Regions from separate parts of the Gossypium hirsutum genome. Here region 2 is linked to region 1. A link is a contact called in public Hi-C data. All regions are on one chromosome and are shown on one strand. The core of a region is the stretch at or near the end of the contact, and the rest is flanking DNA. Distances in the headings are between cores, read along the strand shown.

Region 1 (4,279 bases), core at 1,006-3,505:
TCACCCAGGGTTCAATGCTCAGCCTGTGCTGGTCATGATCCCTCCTGGCGAGCAGACCATGGGCCGTGGTGACTGAGTTCATGCTGGTCATGTCCTGAATTCGAATAGCTTGTTGCCGCCTTGTCCATGTTTTTGTCAGCGTGATGTCATGCGATAAAATTGTGTTGAAGGTTATCTATGTTGTTCAAACTCTACCCACTGAAGTTTGATTGCTTGTTGTGGTCAAGCACAATAACATATTGATGGACATATGGTTTTTAAGTATTTTATGTGTATAATATAGTAAATATTACACTTCTTTTCTATTTCTTTTTCTTAAAAGAAATTGGTGCTTTCACAATTCACAGTTAATACTTTTTTTCTGTCTCTTTTTCATATCTCCTAGTTCTTGAATAAACTCATGTTGGATTCATAGGGTTGAATTTAACTTATAGAATCCATGTTAATCATCTAATGCGAGTATACTTAATATATTGTTTTCAGGTTTTTCTTATATATATATATATATATATATAAAAGGATTAAATCTTAGTTCGAACATGTATAGGTATAAGAACACACAAGTAGACATTGTTTGGGGTGATTTGTTCCTACGAATAGTTCATATGGAAAATGAAAAGGAAATAAAGAGTAGAGGGCAATAGATATGAGACAGATAAACTGCAATTAATGAAACAGAAAATCAGTATTTTACCTCCTAGTCTACCAAATATGAGATTAAGATGTTTGCTCAACCAAGACAACTCTCTGGAAACTAAACAGGAAGAAAATTGTTATTCTCCTGGTGCAGAAACTCCTTGCTTCAGCCTCTCTTTCTTCATCTTCTTCTTTGATGTTGGCTTCTTTTTTCTAGGTGGAAGAGTCTTCTGTGCATACGAGTAAAGTACATAGTTCCCAACAAGGAATGTTAGCAGTAGCCCCCCAACAACCAGCAGCACTATCAAGCCAGGATTGAATCCTTTGGCCTCAGTTTGATAAATAATCTTGTTTCCCTATTGCATTAGCAGAAACTAAAGTCATCACGCATGTAATTTTGCACATAAAGACAACTAGCTGCTCAATACTTGTCTTCAGCCTGTTAATCTTTTCAAAATACCATAGAGAGCAAACAGGAAAACTTAGCCCTACTACAAAAGATCCTTGCTACATGAAAGATTCTATGAAGTATACGTGCATACAAACATTTCTGCAAAACATATACATCTATCATCAAGATTTTAAGAGATCACACTTACATTGAGACCCCAGAAATTTATCCATGGATACTGATAATTCAAATACCTATGTCTGTGTTTTAAGTAGATTGTTGACGAAATTATCGGATGTATCGCAAACTGAATGAAGAATTTTCAGGCAGTCAACTAAAGCTTTCATCTTTCACTGTTCTTTTATGTTTTTTCAGTCAGAATTGTGGAGAGGTATGGATGAACAAAAAGAACCCAACCCAAATTGACTGATCAAATCCCACATAAAGATAGTGTTAATAGTTTCCACGATGTTGCAGCTTTATTTCAATCAAAATATCGAGAAGAAGAAGAAAAAAAAACAGGATAGTTTGATAAGTTTGCATGCAAAAATAAACAAGTAACAATATCTTAATTAAGCATGAGAAAGAGCAAGAAAAAGTCTAAAAAAATGGGAATTAATTTGAAAAAGCACCACTGCACTAGATCGGAACTGTAACAAGTAATAAGCAAAGGAAACAAAACCAGATCTCTAAATTTGAACTGATTTAGCACGGATCTCATCTCAGTGAAAAGCCATTGAAATTAAGGGGAGCAAAACCAAGCGATCAAAGGAGGGAGGGACCTTATCGGCGAACTCGAACTCGTCTGACATGACTGCCAAGTCCAAGTGTCACGGACTTGGAGTTTTCCCACACATCCGTGCGGCCTTAGGCAGTTTTTTGGCTTAAAAACGCCTAAGTCAGCCTAACTTCCACCGATAAAGGATTCAACCGTAAAAACGCCTAAGTCAGCTCAACTCGCAACAATAAAGGATTCAACAGAATTCCCTTAAAGTTTCCACGAAGAACAGTGGAAGAACGAATTAAGAACGATCTTTGAAAGATGAACAAAAGCAAGAACGCTTGAGAGAAAAGTTTGAGTAAAATTCAGGAGTTAGTACAAATGAGGGGAGGCTCTCTATTTATAGTTGAGCTCCCCCAAAATCGATGGCTACAATTAAAAGCTGTATTCAATTAGGACTCTAAGTTTACAGAATTAGAAGCTGTGTACAATTAGAACTTCCAAGACTACATAGTCCTATCTTCATTATCGGGCCCATCAGGCTTCAATGTGACAGGCCTGTCCAACAGCTCTTTGAATCGGGCCAGTTCTCGTAGGCCAAATGATCCCCATCTGAGCAACAGACCTCCATTGGATGCATTTGGTGCGCTGGTCACGGGCTTTGAACTGCGGCCCGTGACACAAGTGCGAACTCAAGGTTGGAGCTCCTCACTAACACAAGTTGGGAACCAAAATAACAAAAACAAAAACCGGTTTCTGGTAATCAAACGAATTCGGATATCCATTTGGCAGTTGAATGGATCCAACTGATAATTGGACTTTGAACCCAGATAGTAACACGGCCCAGTGGATTGGGTAAAATCCAGTGAGTTTTATGGGACTTGGAGGGTTACTTTTACTTTTATTGTTTTTAGGTTATAGTAGAACCTATGTATCATGGCAGAGTACCCGTTACAAATAAAAAGATGTTTACAATATTATATTATAATTATAATTATTATTATTTAATTAAGTTCATCATACTGTTTCAATTATTCTAGTCATTTATAAATTATTACTTTTACATCAAAATATCTCATCATTATTTTAGTTTTCAATTTTTTCCATCTTTTTTTTAACTCTCATAGCTTGTATTTTTTTGCCAAAGCAACCCAAAAATTATGGAAAAGTTGATGTTTGTGCATTATGCTAATGTGGCATATGCCATTGATTTTTTTTAAAAAAATTTAGAAAAATTATATTTTTTTAAATAAATTTTTTAAATTTTAAAAAATTAATTAAATGCTGATGTGTCATCCACATAATAATCTATGTGTATGTCACGTCAGCAAAATAGAAAACGTTTAATTTCTTTTATCCATTTTAGGGTGATTTCAAAAAAAAAACATAAGTTTAAGAGTTAAAAAAATAAAATAAATGTAGGGTAAAAATGATTTTTTTTTTTGTAAAATTGAGGTAAAGTTGCCTCTAAAAACTGAGTTTTGAGCACCAGAATTGGGGGGGGGGGTCAGAGAGGGACTTGAACCAAGACAATAGTAGTAGTTAGTATTAAGAAATGCTTAATCCAGCAACTGGTTGTGGGCACCTTTGACTTTTTCCTCCTTTTAAAAGAGATACAAAAAGAGACGTGCTTCTGAATAAAAGTGTTTAAAAAGGAAGTAATCAGAAATAAGTTTAGAATCAAGTTTAGTACATACTTTTCTCCCAAACAACCCACTCCATGTAATTGCTTTCTCATTTTCCTTATTACCCAATTAAACAATTTTATAAAAAATGATGATTCTTTCCTTCATTGCTTTGATCCATGACCAACCGCCACTCAATAAAGTTTCTTAATTAAAAATAAAATAAAATAATAAATATGAAACATTTTTCACTGTACTTTACCAAGTGTCTACTCAAACCCCCATGTCTGCCCTTTGACAATGGGGATTGCTTGTGGAATCAACTAGGCAACCTTCAATCACTCCCCCCACCATTTTTCTTTGTCCCCAATTCCCTAAAACTTGTGCTTTTACATGTTATTGGGGAACTCAGCCCTTTTATTATTTATTAGACAAGGTCCGGACCAATGTGGCTATTTTCTGACGAGGAACTGAAGAAGTTTATCATATCGTTGCAGTCAGATACAGTGTCCTGCAAGCTCAACAATAGATGAGAAGTGCTGAAACTCATTGAGGGTTTAGCTTTTGGAACAATTGGGACCTGGGCTTCCCCCACCAGCATTTGGACCACGCCTCTCATTGTGGGTCTAGCCAGTGGGTCAGGGTGTGAACATGCTAACCCCACCAGGAGGACCCTCCTCATCTCACCCTCATTGAAATTACCTTCCAGCCTGGCATCAGCTGCAGCTAACAATCTCCCTTCTCTACGCAAACTCCAAACCCATTCCACCAAATTCCCATTCGCTCCAACTTTTGCCGCTGCATTGGCATTTCTCTCGATTGGTCTTCTTCCACTAGCCACCTCTAGAACCACAGCTCCAAAGCTAAACACATCCGTTTTCTCGGTTGCTCTCCCAGTTTGAAGAT
Region 2 (4,279 bases), core at 1,153-3,652, 180 kb before region 1:
CAAGGCAGCAGAATCCATCGAGTGCTGCTTCTGGACAGCCTCGAGTTCTGACTGCCATGCTCTATCTCGTTCTTGTGAGATCTTACGGAGTTCTTGAACCCGACCATCCTCAGAGACAGAAATTTCCAGCAACTGCTGTTCGGATTCTTCAAGCTTGGCTGACATTTCTGATAGCTGCTTTTTAGCCTCCTCAGCATCTTGCATGGCTTGCCTCTTCCATGACTCGGAAGCAGTCAGTTGATCCTTGGTCTTTCTTAGATCATCCTGAAGTTGAGTGAGTTGCGCTTCCAGTTCGGTCACTCGGCTTGCACGCTTTTTCTAGAGCTCACACCAAACATTTGGACATTTTGTCAGTGCGAGTAATCAAGTGGAGAAGTAAAAACAGACAACTATCCGGTAATAACGGAAAACAATTTGCAGATTTCATTACGGTAAGCATCATCCTATTCTTAACCATTCATAAGTGACCAAAGAATACCTCAGATACCGGGCTTCTCAATGCTTTACGCTCAGTAACCTTCGGACTTCTATCTTTGGGTGTCTTACTTGCAGGATTTGGGGATGAAACCGTGCCAGCATCAGATCCTGATATCTTCATTTGATGAGAAGTTCGAGGTGTAGCAGAAGAGTTTCTCTGAGGCACTTCTAGGGGGCTTGTTTTACTGCCAAAAACAATGAAACTCGATACAAGTAAAAAAACATCAATGAAGCTTCTAGTCGATGACTACTATTACATCATACAAGAGCTTCTTTCAGGAGGTTGTAACTACTTCTACAACTTTCTATATAACCAATCATAATGCAGGGCGGATCGATAGCTTACTAACAACTTCATAGCTAAGCAGTCACCCACCTTAAAGAAGTTAATGTTGCAACCATTTTTTCAAGCACAAGCTAAACAACTACAAACTGCCCTACTTCAAAGGGGGTGAAAAAAGGGTTTAACAATATACCGTGCAACTAATGAGGATCTTACCTTGCTTTTGGGGTCTGCATGATTTATATATCCCCTTGAACTGGTAAAAGGGCTCTGCTTCAAACCCGACTTGGCCCACACAAGCTGCAAAAAAATCATGGATTGAGAAGTTACATTGGGTAGATTCTGATATTATAGATGTAGAGGTTGTGCAAGCTGGAATGTATATCAAGCCTTAACCAACAAACAATCAAATACAATTCCTTCGAAGAAACTCCACAGAAACTAATTCCACTACTACCAACCAGAACCAAAATGACCTAATTTAAAATGAAAGGAAAAATAAAGTTGCCATACATGTGTTCGAGTACGCTGAAGTGGATTATTCTCCAATTTATGAGTTGGGAGGAGCTATGAGTAGTTCTAGGCATTATCTAAAAAAGAGCAAATATGATGATATTATTAAAAAAAAACCATCTTTCCACTCTCTCTGTCTCTAGTGAAAGATTTGCTACACAACACATTATTGAAACCAACGATCAAAAAAGGAGATCCCACATTATTGAAACCACGAAGGACCAGCTAGAAATGAACGAAGTAAATTAATAATCCATGAGGGACTGCTCGTACTCAGTTTGGAATTAAAATTTGTTTATTTACATTACTTTTGGACCAAAAAACTGAAACATTATGTTCTTAATGAAAAAATGTGGCAGTGGGGTGTACCCAACCAATCCAATAAAACTACTTTTTCCTATATTTCCATTTTCTCCTGCAAATTTAAGACCAAAAAGCTCTATAACTCCATGAAAAATCTCGTTTATCTTCCCCAAATTTTGCTTGATAACTTTGAAAGTAAAACATGGAAGAAAGAATTAAATGAACAATGCAAAATGGAGTAGATGAACTTGAAGAAGACATAGTTTCAAGGATATATAAAAAAAGGCAAGCAGGAAAAAAGGGTATGAAGAACGAGAGAGACAGATATAATTGTTAACATAAAGCAAAACCTACTCACTCTTAAACACATTTAGAAACAATCTTTTCTGATGAAGGAACTAAAGGAACATGAACACCACTAGAAATTTACATTGCTGAAAAATGAAATATAACCTGAAACATACATGTTTAACAGAAAGGATAAGGAGAAAACAGAGCTGGGTTTTTAGTTTTTACCTGAAGGATGGATGGTAGTCCTTGAGATAGCTAGCTTCAGTTAATATTTTCAGGAAAAAGAACAAATGTAAAAGGCTTGGAAATAATGAACCCTGGAAAACCCAAAACCAAACAGGGTTGGTTAAGTTAAAGCTTCTCTTGGAGCTGAGGTTCTTTTCCTGCTCTATCAATGCTCACTGCTCAGGTTCCCTAAGGCCAAGTCTCTCTTTCTTATATTTTCTTCTTTTTTTGAGAAGCTCGCTTTCTTTTATATATTTTCTTACTTTTGTTTGTTTTACTGTTTTTGTTGAATGTCAGTGAAGGGAAAGAGGAAGCAAAAGCTATTGGCTTATAGGGACGTTTACCTATACAGGAGATTGTGATTGATTAAAGCACCACGCTCCTTTTTCACGCGCTGTTTGACGCTCCTCTCCTTACTCAACTGCTGCTACGTTATGATTGGTGCTGTTGAGGCTCCCAAGTCCCAACCCAAGGTTAAAACTAGCTGCATACTCAGTTTCTTTCTTTTTTGTTTTAATTAGGATTTGGATCGGTGAAGAAATTTTCAGTTAAATTAGATAAAATTAAATTCAAACCCAGATCACATGAGGTGATAAATAACTTTGATTATCAAGTTATCATATGGGTTAACAAATAAATTTAAAATTATATATATTTAAAAAAAATTCAAAATAAAATAATAAAAATTAAGATACTTGAGTATGATAAATTTGAATCATTAATTAATTCAAAATTATTATTTTAAATTTTTTAAAAAATTTTAACTTTTTTATATACTTTTTAGTATTTTTTTTAAAAAAATTTAAGTACAAGTTTTGATTTTTTTATAAATATTTTAGATTTAAAAATTATTTTGAATTTTTTGAAAATTATTTTGATTTTTTTTTGTAATTCTGTTGAGATAGAAACTAATTTACTTATTCTTAAAGTTGACAATGACTAAAAGGATATTTATACCAATTTGTTATTCAAATTATTCGAGTTATTTGAATTGTGAAATTCAACTCGAATAATTCAAATAACTCGAAATATGAAAATTTTTTTCGATTTTTTCAATTAACTCGATTCGATTTACTCATTTCTCACCGTCCGAATATGCATACTCGGTTTCTCCTTCTTCTTTTTTTTAACTCTAGAATTAATCAATTGATGTCAAAGCATATAAAAACAGAGTTGATTCATCCATAAGAAACTGGCATGTATCCTTCTCCTAAAATACAAACAAACCACAATAATCAAATATAATTAAGTAGTAATTTTTAGCTATGACTTTACTTCAATCTTCATTTAATTTAAAAACAAAAAGTCATTCAAGGAAGTGAATTATTCAATTCAAAGGGTGCAGCTAAACAACAACATTGGAATTTACATTCTTTTTGTTTTAGGTCAATTTTGATATTTTCATCTCAACTAAAGTATCCTTCCATTCATGATTGTAAGTGTTAGAATATGGATCATATCTATTTGATTGTATTCATAAATTCATAGGAGTCTTTTTGAAATGTAGAATATATATCGGTGTACTAACTGTAATAGTCATAAATCACACATGCAACCAATTGTCAAATAAAAGAGGTTAGTTTAGAAATTTGATTCTCAAGAGATTTTTTTTTTTTTATTTCATTCGCTCTACTTGGAAACTCCTATTTGAATTCGAAATATTGTGAATATGCAATCATGATCAAATGTTAAGGATAATGAAAAGAAATAAAGTTATTAATACCAGTCCTAGGAACAGGCAAAATTTGTAGGATTGTTAAGACCGTCAAAAATCAATTTCTATTCAAAAATAAACTTGTAGAAAATAATAGTAAATAAAGTCGAATATATAAAGACCAATGATAATTTTATTTCCTAAATAAAAATAAACAAAATAAAGATGATAGGGAATTTTTAAAAAAATAGAAAATAGAAAAACTCAATTTAAACTTAACAAAGAAAGCAATAATTAAAAGTTGTGAGAAAATCAATAAGATGAAACTCTAGTCAAAGATAAAGTTTTCGTTTGATTCATGAGTTTGATCGTCAATGCATAGATGATTTTCAAAGTTCTTTAATAAACTAATTATAGTTGTCAATGCATAGATGACACAAGTCCGTTGAGAGTGAAAGGAAAGGCAAGAGCTGACGACAAGTAACTCGAGTCTTCAGTTTGTATTTCTATGATTTGAATCATTATAATTGTTA

Evidence for each region. A called contact is a pair of places that touch in the nucleus more often than the background predicts.
Region 2: a contact with region 1 is called in a Hi-C map of leaf, with 1.9 times the contacts expected there. The contact joins the promoter of LOC107899675 here to the promoter of LOC107899665 in region 1. A contact is called at or near these places in 2 of 34 Hi-C or Micro-C datasets (both in leaf).

What each region holds. Positions count from the first base shown.
Region 1 is chrD04:42,932,381-42,936,659 of Gossypium_hirsutum_v2.1, reverse strand. It overlaps LOC107899665 (DNA-binding protein S1FA), which reads right to left and starts at 2,255. Exons shown (of 2, transcript XM_016825433.2): 1 at 1,810-2,255; 2 at 644-992. The coding sequence starts at 1,839. The coding sequence ends at 774. It overlaps LOC107899663 (L-type lectin-domain containing receptor kinase VIII.1), which reads right to left. Exons shown (of 1, transcript XM_016825431.2): 1 at 3,511-4,279. The coding sequence ends at 3,801. It overlaps LOC107899664 (cell number regulator 8), which reads left to right. Exons shown (of 3, transcript XM_016825432.2): 3 at 1-305. The coding sequence ends at 76.
Region 2 is chrD04:43,114,605-43,118,883 of Gossypium_hirsutum_v2.1, reverse strand. LOC107899675 (interactor of constitutive active ROPs 2, chloroplastic) reads right to left here and starts at 2,402. Exons shown (of 4, transcript XM_016825444.2): 1 at 2,093-2,402; 2 at 977-1,060; 3 at 479-662; 4 at 1-318. The coding sequence starts at 996.